Regions from separate parts of the Drosophila melanogaster genome. Here region 1 is linked to region 2. The links are chromatin contacts, called in public Hi-C maps. All regions are on one chromosome and are shown on one strand. The core of a region is the stretch at or near the end of the contact, and the rest is flanking DNA. Distances in the headings are between cores, read along the strand shown. Region 1 overlaps mub (mushroom-body expressed). Region 2 holds the start of CycH (Cyclin H).

Region 1 (5,500 bases), core at 1,469-3,968, 52 kb before region 2:
TTTCATAAAAAGCTGGCAGAAAAGGGGGCCTGCATTCTACCAAAAAAAAAGGGGGCAAAACTGCATGGACTTTGGCAGTGCATTCGAATGGCAGCCCAACTTCCGTTTGAAGCCTTTGTCCGTGTGAGTTGTGTAAAAGCGATAAGTGCAAAATTTAATTAAATTTAATTTCAGGCACAAAAACCCTAGAAAAGAAAAGCATTGCGCATTGCGCGGGATTCTGCATTGAAGTCCGTTACACGCGAAATGCATTAAGCCCACGAGTTTTAATTAAATTATTATTAATCTCATTTGACTGCGTGAATGTGTGGGTTAAGTCCGGCCGCACCTGGCTCCACCTGATAAAAAACAGAAATTGAATTCCGTACACAAGCGAACCGAAGTGAACTGATCCAAACCGAAGTAAAGGAAATCAAGAGGCAAAAACTTTGACATGTCCCACAAAATATTCCTATCTGTGCCAAAAAGTTAACTGCCTGTGGTCGGCGGTTAGTGGGTTGTGGGTGGGTGGTTTGCCTGGGCTGGTTGGGTGGTGCTGGGCCAGGCTGTCGAACAGCCTGACATATGAAATTAGGTCGTCTGAATTTTGAATAAACACTAATTGTCATGAAATGCGGCTGAAATTGCAAATACAGCCGATTGCCACCGATTCAGTGGCATGCCACTCCGCCCACTCACAATCCGCACAATCCACTCATTATCGATTTGGATTATGCAAATCGTCGTTGGGCCAGTCCATAATCAATTTACTTCTGGATTGGCAGAAATTTTGCTGGAATATATCTGTATCTATATATATATATAAATTCAAAATAATAAGTTAATAATTACTTAGTTAAAGGAGTTGCAATTATTAACTGATAAATACAAAACCACGAGCAAATGCTTTGGCTTTTCACAAAATATGGCATAGATTAGGATTAAGCCTAAGCTGCATCAAACACAGTAGTGGTAAATTACTAAGAATATGCTATCTATCGATATTATCACACTTCGTGAGCGCACAGATCCTTTCAAGTCCTTCGGTCTCTCTTTCTCATTATTTCAATTTGCCTCCTCCTTTCTGTGTATCATTCACCTTTCATAAGCCTAAATTCTTAGCAACATTTGAATGTGAATCCATTTGAGTTGGCCTCTTCCAGTGGCTTAGTGGTTGCCAACTGAAACGGACAAGCCGTGCTCGATCCAGAAAGCGGCAAGTTCATTTAACTAATAGCCAACAATTTATAACTAGCTTCAGTTGCTCGCCATCCTCTGCAACTGCAAAAAGCCAGCGACGACACACAACTAATGGCCTCTGCCCACCTGAATGCCCACCGATGTCCCGCCCGATTCCTGGGCAGGAAAACTAATCCGCTTAATGTTTCGCCTATCTCCTAAACTATGGTCCTGCAGGACGAGACAGCCTCCTTATGGCTTGTGTGTGTGAGCCGGACTTTACTTCCTCCATCGACAAGACGAAAGAAGTCCAGAAGGCATCCTACTAGATGAGATGACCGAAATAGTGAAAATCGAGAAATGGAGTAGAAACGCTCGGGAGAAGACTTAAGTAAAAGTGTTGTACAGTGCGTGAAGAAAGTTTTCTGGCAAAAACTTAAATAGCCCCAAAGTTGATTATACGATAGGCATTTCGTGATGGGAAATGGAGAAAAGCGGGACCAGATTCAACATATGAGCCTGCTAATTAACTAAATTGAAGACAAAACTTTTGGCTCTCTGCGACTCAAAGGAACCCAAAGCCGGAAACTGCGCGGAAATAGGATAAGAATAGAAAGAGCCAATACCCTGGATAGTTTTAAAAAACTTTTTATGCGTGTCGCTGCCATTAAAATAAAAGAAAAAAATATTTATGACAAACAAACTCTATACACTACTTACTTGCCGACGAAATTGATCTCGTTTTTATCCTGAAAAGTAAATGCAAACGTATTGATAAAATAGGAATCTTGCATTCTATTATTAATAATTTGGGCTTTTCATCTTTTAATTTGAGCATTAAAAAGACATGAAATGGCAAAGCCAGCTTACATACTTTTGTACATATATACACATATGCAATAGATAAGGTTTCTGAGAAAGTGTTATGTAAAAAAAGACTGTATTGAATTCAACAATGATATGCATTCAGAAAAGTAAGGGTAAAGAAAAGATTGTATTTTTATACGTTAAAATACATCTATAAATTAATTATTTTAAAGTACACCTTCTACATATCCATAGATGCAATGGGGATCTTTGGGACCATTGGATTAGTTGTGTGATATTCATGACAATAGAATACATTGTTAAGTCTAATATATAGAGAGTCTGGTATGTGTGGTTCCCTTTACATTTGCACAACAAATATTATAATATCCCCTACAGGCATATGAAATTCGGTTTGATTAAAAATGAACACAATACTTATTTTTATAGCCACAAGTATTTATCATATTTCTAAGCCCATTCCGACTATTTGATCGTATTAAAAAAAAAGAACAGCTTATCTCATCATTTTCTTGATTGACTACTGAGACCGTAACCCGCTAATCCAGACAAAAATTTTTCCACATGATGTGATGGCAAACTCACTTCGGGCAGCCCTTCTCGGAAAATGCCGTCCTGACACACGCACACCACCTTAAAGCTGAACAGCTATGCAGCTGAACGCAAACTCTTGTTAAGCATTAAATGTGGCACGAAAAGCGCGGTTCCGAAATTTGTGTTGCATACTTTGCTGCGCTGTGACTCGCAGCTAGGTGTTTTAACGCACACATGTACGTAAATGGTTGTATATTCCAGGGTCTATGTATGGGTGCATAAACGCTTCGCTTGCTTATTTAATTTGCCACAAAATTGTAGACACATAGCCAAAAAAGCCGAACCGGAAAGTTGAAAGGCTATGAAAGCAAAAACTTTTTATTTCGCAGCTGAGCGAAGTCAAAACCAAAAGTGGAATAATAGCAGTTATAGTTTTTGCTGGCGACTTTTGCCAGGATATTTGTTTTACGCTACCGGCATGACTTGAGGACTGAGATAAATAAATATATATATATTGTATATATATATATTGTATATATATATATATATATATCATTCATTAATTAAAAAAAATATGAATACCAATTAAAAATATTAAACACTCAGGCTTGTTTGGTTGAAAAAATACAGGTTCATTTAAGGGTTGATATCTTTATTTTATTTCAGACCATAAACTTGTACGAAGATAAATATTTGCATTATATCGGTATGCATTCATTTTAAGATGCATTTATCTCCAAAAACTATTTCGCAAGTACGTCTACGTCTTTTTTCGTTTATTGTGCGTCAGAAGTCATGGATAACTTTACAGGTGTCCCTTTGGAATTCCGAGCGGGCGGAAACATTTAGTCTCAAAATTGGACTTCACCTCTGGACAATCCAATGCGAAGTCAGTTCATGAATATTTATAAATTCGTTTCATAAACACACGCCGATACGAACATGTGGTAAAGGCGTCTCAAATCCGCAAACCTCCGTGCCTTGTACCCCTGCTCTAATAAAAAGGAACCTCAAAAGCAAATTCAATTAACCCTACAGACCGTAGAGAGCATAAGCAAATACACTCAACCAATACAAATACGATGACCGAGACAGACAAACCAAATTCCCTACTTGCAGAATCTCCTCATCCTGCTCCCGCAACTCCATTCCGCACTCCTCCGTTGGACTAAGGCACGCGCCAACTACAAATCCGCCCCTCAGCCACTGGCGCCCGACCAGGGACGGGGTGGCTGGCCAACCGCAAGGACACAAAGTAACTAATTATCTCGCCTTAACCCTTACCAACAGCTTCCTGCTGTGTTTACTTAGCACGCCACCCTTCTAAAGTTCTCCTGCAGCTTCATCGCACGTGGCTGGGAAATGGACCCGAAAAATAAAAAGAAAGCTGTGGAAAATCGAATGCAAACCCGATATGTTTTCCACATTTGAATGGACAATGGGCAGCAGGCCTGGGAAAGGGGAAACAGGAAAAAATGTAAATGAAATGTGTCAAATGCTGACACATGCCGCGTCTGAAACCTGAAACTGGAACTCTTTGGGTTAGGTGAAAAGGAGGGACTCAAAGGATGCGCTGATGCAGGGTTCCAGAGTTGCCCGAGGAAACAGGGGGAGTTCCCGCCTGGTACAGCGACCATGTCCGGGGAAGTGGGACTTTTCACAGCAATCACCGGCTGAGTGAATATTTATCGATAACAAACTGAAAACATCCCAACCCGACCCCAGTCGGCAATTCCACTTCCACTCAACACAACGTCAAACAAGCGAGATTGGGTTCAGACTAAGGAGTAAGGCCTTCCATAGGCTTTGCAGGATACCATACCGCCTGCCAGGATACCCGGGACTGGCCAGACATTCATCTGCAATCTCGAACCGGGATGGATTGATGTGTGCCAGCTATTATTTGGACAGCACTCGTGGCGCGTACACGAAATGAACATGGCCAACTACATCGCAGGGGTGGCGCGGGTCTGATTTAGGAGGATTCCACGTTGGCAAATGGCACGAGCCATTGAGCTAACGATCGAAATTGTATCTCGCACGCATGTTTTGTATCTGCAACTCCAAGCGCAGCACTGAAAGAAGCCACTTTCATGATTGGCGCAGATAAATGCTTGCAAACTGCACTTGGGCTGATTTGAAGTTTACAAGTTCTGCAGCTGAATTCTAAAAAGATTCAAAACCAGAAGTTCTCACTTCGATTGAATACATTTTACTTACATATTACTGTCGTAATAGGATTGCGCGTTAATAAGAAATTCATAATTAAAACAATTACAAAGTGTGTCTAGTCACTACTTTTTTATAAGACTAATTCCTGTTTTATTTAAACAAATACCAACTTGGGCACTTTTGGTTAAAAAAACATAGAGCAAAATCTAAAAGGGTTTTCAAAGCAATGGCATATTTTCCTAAATTATTGTTTATAATAAATAAATATAAATAAATAATCATTTTTTAACTAGGTAATCTGCTTAGTTTTGTAATTTCAACAAAAGAAATAATAAAATTGGCAGGCTTACAGTAAAATCAAATTATTTGTGCCCCTTAATACAAGTGAAGTATTACCTATTGATAGCAGTGTACACTTCGACAATCGAATCTGAAGTCCCGAGCGTTTAACGTCAAATAAAACCGAGTAAATAATTTAGCAGCCAAGGCAGCACAGCGAAGTGCCCGATGCGAAGTAGGAAAACTTTAGCGTATTTATTTGCAATTTTCGCATTTTAAGCCGATAAAAGCAGGACAGCGGCGATGTGTGTGTGTGTGTGTGTGCCCAAGTGAAGGAGGTGTTGGGTGTTCCGGGCATGTCGGTGAGACGCCGGGGGTAGTGACCGTATAAAATGACAAGCGTTTGACACAAGCACCGGAATATCCGTCAGTGCGGCGACGGAGCGGACGACACTGCGTCCTGCGTCCTGGACAAGGGAACTCCGGGAAGATGATGCCGGAGGAGAGCGGTGAACGGTGTAGATGTGTG
Region 2 (5,069 bases), core at 1,630-4,129:
AGCGATAGTAAACATGCATGGGCATTGGCGCCACAACGACACGTTTAAACATCAACCAAACCAAACCGAACGTATTTAGAACTCCAACAAAATATCTGCTCCACGTGAATTTAAAAACATTTTAGTACTAAAAAATTTGGAACAGAAACGCTAAGCATTTCGACTGCTCCAATCGAAGGTGTGCTGATGGAATCTATATGTTAGAACAATTATTTTCAAAAATCCAATCGCGGCATATAAAATATGAGCGGTTATTTTCGGATATTTGGCTAGGAAACGGTAGGAAATATTTAGAGTATATATTACATCTTAACACAGCTAAACATTCTTTATTGAACAAATAAATCCAAAGTTATATGAACACAATTTAAATCTAACCAACGAATTTGGCGATTAATTGTGTTTAAATCTATACACTTTCTGATCGCGAGTTTTTATCTTGTAACACGTTAAAATATATACATATATTCTTAATTCGAAAGCTGATTTAAGAGACTAAGAGCCGAACAGCCATTTACTACAAATCTAAATCAGATATTAATAACACCAGGAACTCACAAAATACATAGATCGAAGTGGAATACATATAATTTACATACAACTAAGATATTATATTCCGACATCATCGACTGATGAGATAGCTCTCTGACTAAAGACTTGCCCGCACTTAGTGGACCGTATGAGGCAACACCAAATCTTGGAATTTTAAACATTAAACTAATAGATCACACAAGTCTGTACATTCAGGTAGGGTGAGCCCAGGCTCGGCGCCACTTCAGCGATAGAGCCGCACCTGCTGCTTGAGATCCTGGTCGCTTATTCGGTCCTGGAGGTTCAATTCCGCCTCCTGTTTGCGCAGGAGCTCAAAGATGGCCGCCAGCTGCTCGCGCTCTATTCGGCGCTCCTCCTCGATTTGGCTGGGAGTCAGGGTCTTCTCCATCTTATGCTGGAGCCTCTTGGCCTTGAGCTGGCCCATCAGGTGGTTGTAGCTGTGCTCGGGCAGCTGTTCCTCGATTAGCTCAACTTCGCTTTCGGTGGAGTTCTCTTCGTAGGCCTCGTCATCGTCGGTTTCCTCCCCTTGCGGAGTCCGTGACTCGGAATCCTCCTCATCGCGCGGCTCGTCGGCCCCCAGGCCCTCGTCCTCCAGTTCCTGCAAGATAATGTAAGGAAATATTCCAGGAGACGTCTACTTCTTCCGGCAAAAACACCCACGCCTTTGTCCTTGAAGATGTTGGCGAAGTAGAAGGCGACCAAAACGCACAGCAGAAGGGTGACCAGCGCTACCGAGTAGTGGCCTGGTAGTCCAAGAAAGAGAACATCCAGCGAAGGCAGAAAATCCTGCATTTCGAACTCTTTTTGCTATTTGTTGTGACTGAGTTCACTATTCTTGTTTTTCTTGGGGCGCAGTGTGGCCGTTAGCTGCGAACGAAATATTGCCAAGCAGCGCTAAGCGGATTTTCAAAAGGTTTTTTTTTTAATATTTTATATATTGGAAAAGTGAAGTACCTAATCCAACTTTGTTTAGTAAACTAACACTAAACGCATACATTTTAACAATCAAGAAATGGTAAATTACAAAATGCTTTAATATCGATGAAATCCACGCAGTAGTAGATCATCACATCATTTAAATAAATATTCTTAAGTCTATTGGCTGATGTTCATAGCAGATGTGTCCGAGCTCACATCTGCAATGTGGAATGAGGCATCTTCGGCGGGCATGTCATCCTCATCGGTGTACAATCGGCGTAGGCGCTCCTTATAGCTTTTAAAGTATAAGGGTTATTAAATTCGGAATGCATGAACAAATTAGGGCGTCTTACAGTTCGCTATCAGGATTATTGGCTTGATTTCGGCACTTGTCCAACTTTTTCTCGATGGCCTTGACCTTCTCCCGATCGGGCTGCTGATATTGCTTCACCATTATGCGAATTTCTGTCGGGAAAAAGGCATGTAGGGCTGGGCGCACCATCTCACAGCACAAACTTACTTCGCACGGCATCTATGAGTCCGGGTAGCTTCTCCCTGGCGGAGACAAACAGAAGATCCGTCACATAGCTATCGAGATTCTCTTGCTCTCTGCTGGCCGCGTGGAGGACGGCAGCCAATGCAATTTGCGAAGGCGTATGCAGAAGACAGGCATCCGAGTAGTACGTGGAATCAATGAAACTATCAATATGTGGCCGCAGACGATCTGGATTCTGCATATTGCTGCGAGTCTGAAACAAACCAATATGAACGAAACAATCTGGAGAGCAAATGTGAATATATATCGCACTTTTATATCTATCAGGAAACCCTCGATGGGTCTGAACGGATTGTGTATGGTGAGGTAGTAGTTGAGCTGTCCAATCAGCAGTAATTCATTGGACAACACTATGTCGGTGGCCTTGTTCCTGTCGCCCTTGATGTTGTTTACGAACTGGTTGATGGACACGTTGAACTCCTCAACTTTGCAGGCAACGAACACGCATGTGGCTCTGAAAAGGTTTATACATTTTTAGAATGTTTTGCTTTTCAGCTGGGTGTTTGCTGCTCTCAGGTGAGCGTTCCTACAGAATCTCCTTGGGGTGATAGTCCATGGGGGAGTTGTTCAGATAGAACCGCTTGAAGTAGTGGAAGGCCGTGCCCACAACGCACTTGGGCATCGTCGGTTCGAAGCGGCGGCAGAAATCGAACAGGTAGATCTCGTACTGCTTCAGCAACAGGCGCTCCTCCGCCGACGTGAGAAAGTGCTCATTGAGGTCGCGACCCTGCGCCTCCTCCTCGTGCGACTCGATGTACTTGCTGTTCTGCTCCACGCGGAACTCCATGAGCTGGCCCTCATTGGCGAATGTCCAGGACCTCTTTTGCGAGCTCACAGGATACATCTTGCTCAGCTGCCGGCGAATTTATGCCGATTCGAAACTCAGACACCCTGCATGGTGTTACCGATTGCGGGACGGAGAAAAATACCAGTTGTGAAAAAATATTAGGGTGATTCGTACAATAGTCACTTTTATTTCATTGGAAATCAGAAGCGCAAGATTGGCAAAAATTGAGAACGTATAACTAACTGTATGGGCTATGATTTAATCAATAAGTGAACACGTTTTAATACAGCTACAAGTTCGAGTATAATTTTAGTAGGGAAAACATCATTTATTTTGGTTTTAGTTCTAAAATATTTATTAAATATAAATCAAAAATAACTTTTTATCAATCTTCTTGTATTAAAAATCTAGTTTCAAATTTAAATAACTACAATCATCTTTTTAGGCCCGAATACATTTCATACAGAATGCATTCCATTTTAAATATTTCATATTTCAAGAAAATTACCTATGCCCATTCAACGTACAAGTTATAGGAATAATAAATTAATAGTTATTAAAGCTGGATCAAAAATAAATTAAAGAGTTAAAGGAAACGAAGGCAGATGTTTAAAGTGACGTACTTATATGAACATACAGTATGTATGTATGTATATACAACAAAGTTGAATTTATGGACCCAGTTAACAGTTTCCTTTTTTCTTGGCCGAATTTCTGAACGCACGTGCTACGCATTTTTTAACTTTGAGGTGCCTGCAGCATCAGTCGGCTCAGAGTTGAATTAATATTGTTTTGCTTTTGTTTTTGCAATTGGGTCACTTAAATCTGCGGACGTGAAAACAGCGGAACAGTAGCGGGAATTACTCTTTCGTTTTTGAACGGCAATAATCCTTTAAATAATCGTTTCTGTACAATTATAGTTTCTTAATTCATTTTGTGAAATTAATCGTAAGAATACAATGGTTATCCCAGGATATAGCGTTTTTTGTTGGGAATACCTTTCAGAGAATATTTTGATTTTAGTCTGTAGTGTGCAACAGAGACATTCGTGACCATATAAAGGATATATATTCTTGATCAGTATCAGCAGCCGAGTTCACATACATATATCCGTTCGTCAGTTTCTACGCAAACAAGTCATTTAAATCTGAAGCAATCTGCTGGCAGTATGTATATTATATACTATTATAGCAAAGACACTAGAATTATTTGAGTGTCTTTGATTATAGTATGAATATTATATAAGATTGAACGGGACGGATCTGACCACTATATGATAAATCTGCTATAGGAATTATTACCTTCGCTGTATTTATTCATATGTATATGTATGACTACGTTTTGACTAACGTTTTATTATTCGTACCAGAAATGTGGCAAATTATACTTGACTTCCCTTTTTGGTTCTATAAACTTTAAAGAAATTTTTACCATTCGGAAATAAGATTGTGGCTAAGGGTATTCTTAATAGTGGTTAAACTAACTATATTTACTTTTACTTTAGGTGATGTAATATATATTGCATTAATTCTGTAGTATGCATTTATTTAACTGCGTTCTCCTTATTTTCCATATCATGCCCTAATTGGCAATAGTGCCTAAGTTGGCTCACAACTCTTAAAAGTCTTAATTTTGTATTTACTTGAGCTACCAAAAGACATTCAATTGCTTGGTAACTCCGAAGCCTAAAGATCAATCGAGTGTAAGGCATATCGAGTACTTTGTATGCAGGAGCTGCCTTCTGTGGCAATAAAATTGCAATTAATTTTTATTGACAACTCTGAACTCCTGTTGTATCGTCTGGTTGGTGATCTTTTCGCGACTTCTCAGTAATTTCACAAGGTAAAGAGTGTTTTTGTCTCGAACTGTAATGCTGCTAAACGGATCTTTCAGAGCATCTTTATTTGGCATCTTAACACAAATTGGCAACCAATTAAATTACTAATTATATATATATTTATTTTCATAATATTGATTTTACTTCTTACTCATGAGATCTACGATGCTAAATTAAGCCTTAGTTCAATGCTCTATGACAGAAATTATATGAAAGTGTGTTAAGTGAAATGTCATGATCCTTATTATTTGATATCCAACTCTGGCAATCGCAAGATTTTCATCTCACCGAATTCAGCACTTGTTAGGATATTTTATTAAACTCAATCCCCAAATGTGTGGCCCACTATTACAGCTTAGCCGCTAGCAATAACTGACTCGGGTTTGGGCCCAATTCCCTCCTACAGGCCAACTGGCTCA

Evidence for each region. A called contact is a pair of places that touch in the nucleus more often than the background predicts.
Region 1: a Hi-C map of the Kc167 cell line shows a contact between it and region 2, with 1.8 times the contacts expected there. A contact is called at or near these places in 10 of 107 Hi-C or Micro-C datasets (the Clone 8 cell line, the Kc167 cell line, the ML-DmBG3-c2 cell line and 4 more).

The regions. Positions count from the first base shown.
Region 1 is chr3L:21,871,704-21,877,203 of dm6, reverse strand. mub (mushroom-body expressed) reads right to left here. Exons shown (of 11, transcript NM_001275268.1): 2 at 1,879-1,907. Among named protein-coding and RNA genes, the nearest start is that of lncRNA:CR43878, 13 kb to the left of the region's middle.
Region 2 is chr3L:21,819,807-21,824,875 of dm6, reverse strand. CycH (Cyclin H) reads right to left here and starts at 2,879. Exons shown (of 5, transcript NM_079483.3): 1 at 2,557-2,879; 2 at 2,279-2,480; 3 at 1,991-2,219; 4 at 1,824-1,935; 5 at 1,567-1,765. The coding sequence starts at 2,870. The coding sequence ends at 1,648. CG7407 reads right to left here and starts at 1,415. Exons shown (of 2, transcript NM_141107.5): 1 at 1,213-1,415; 2 at 305-1,150. The coding sequence starts at 1,344. The coding sequence ends at 776. It overlaps eIF2A (eukaryotic translation initiation factor 2A), which reads right to left and starts at 136. Exons shown (of 4, transcript NM_141108.2): 1 at 1-136.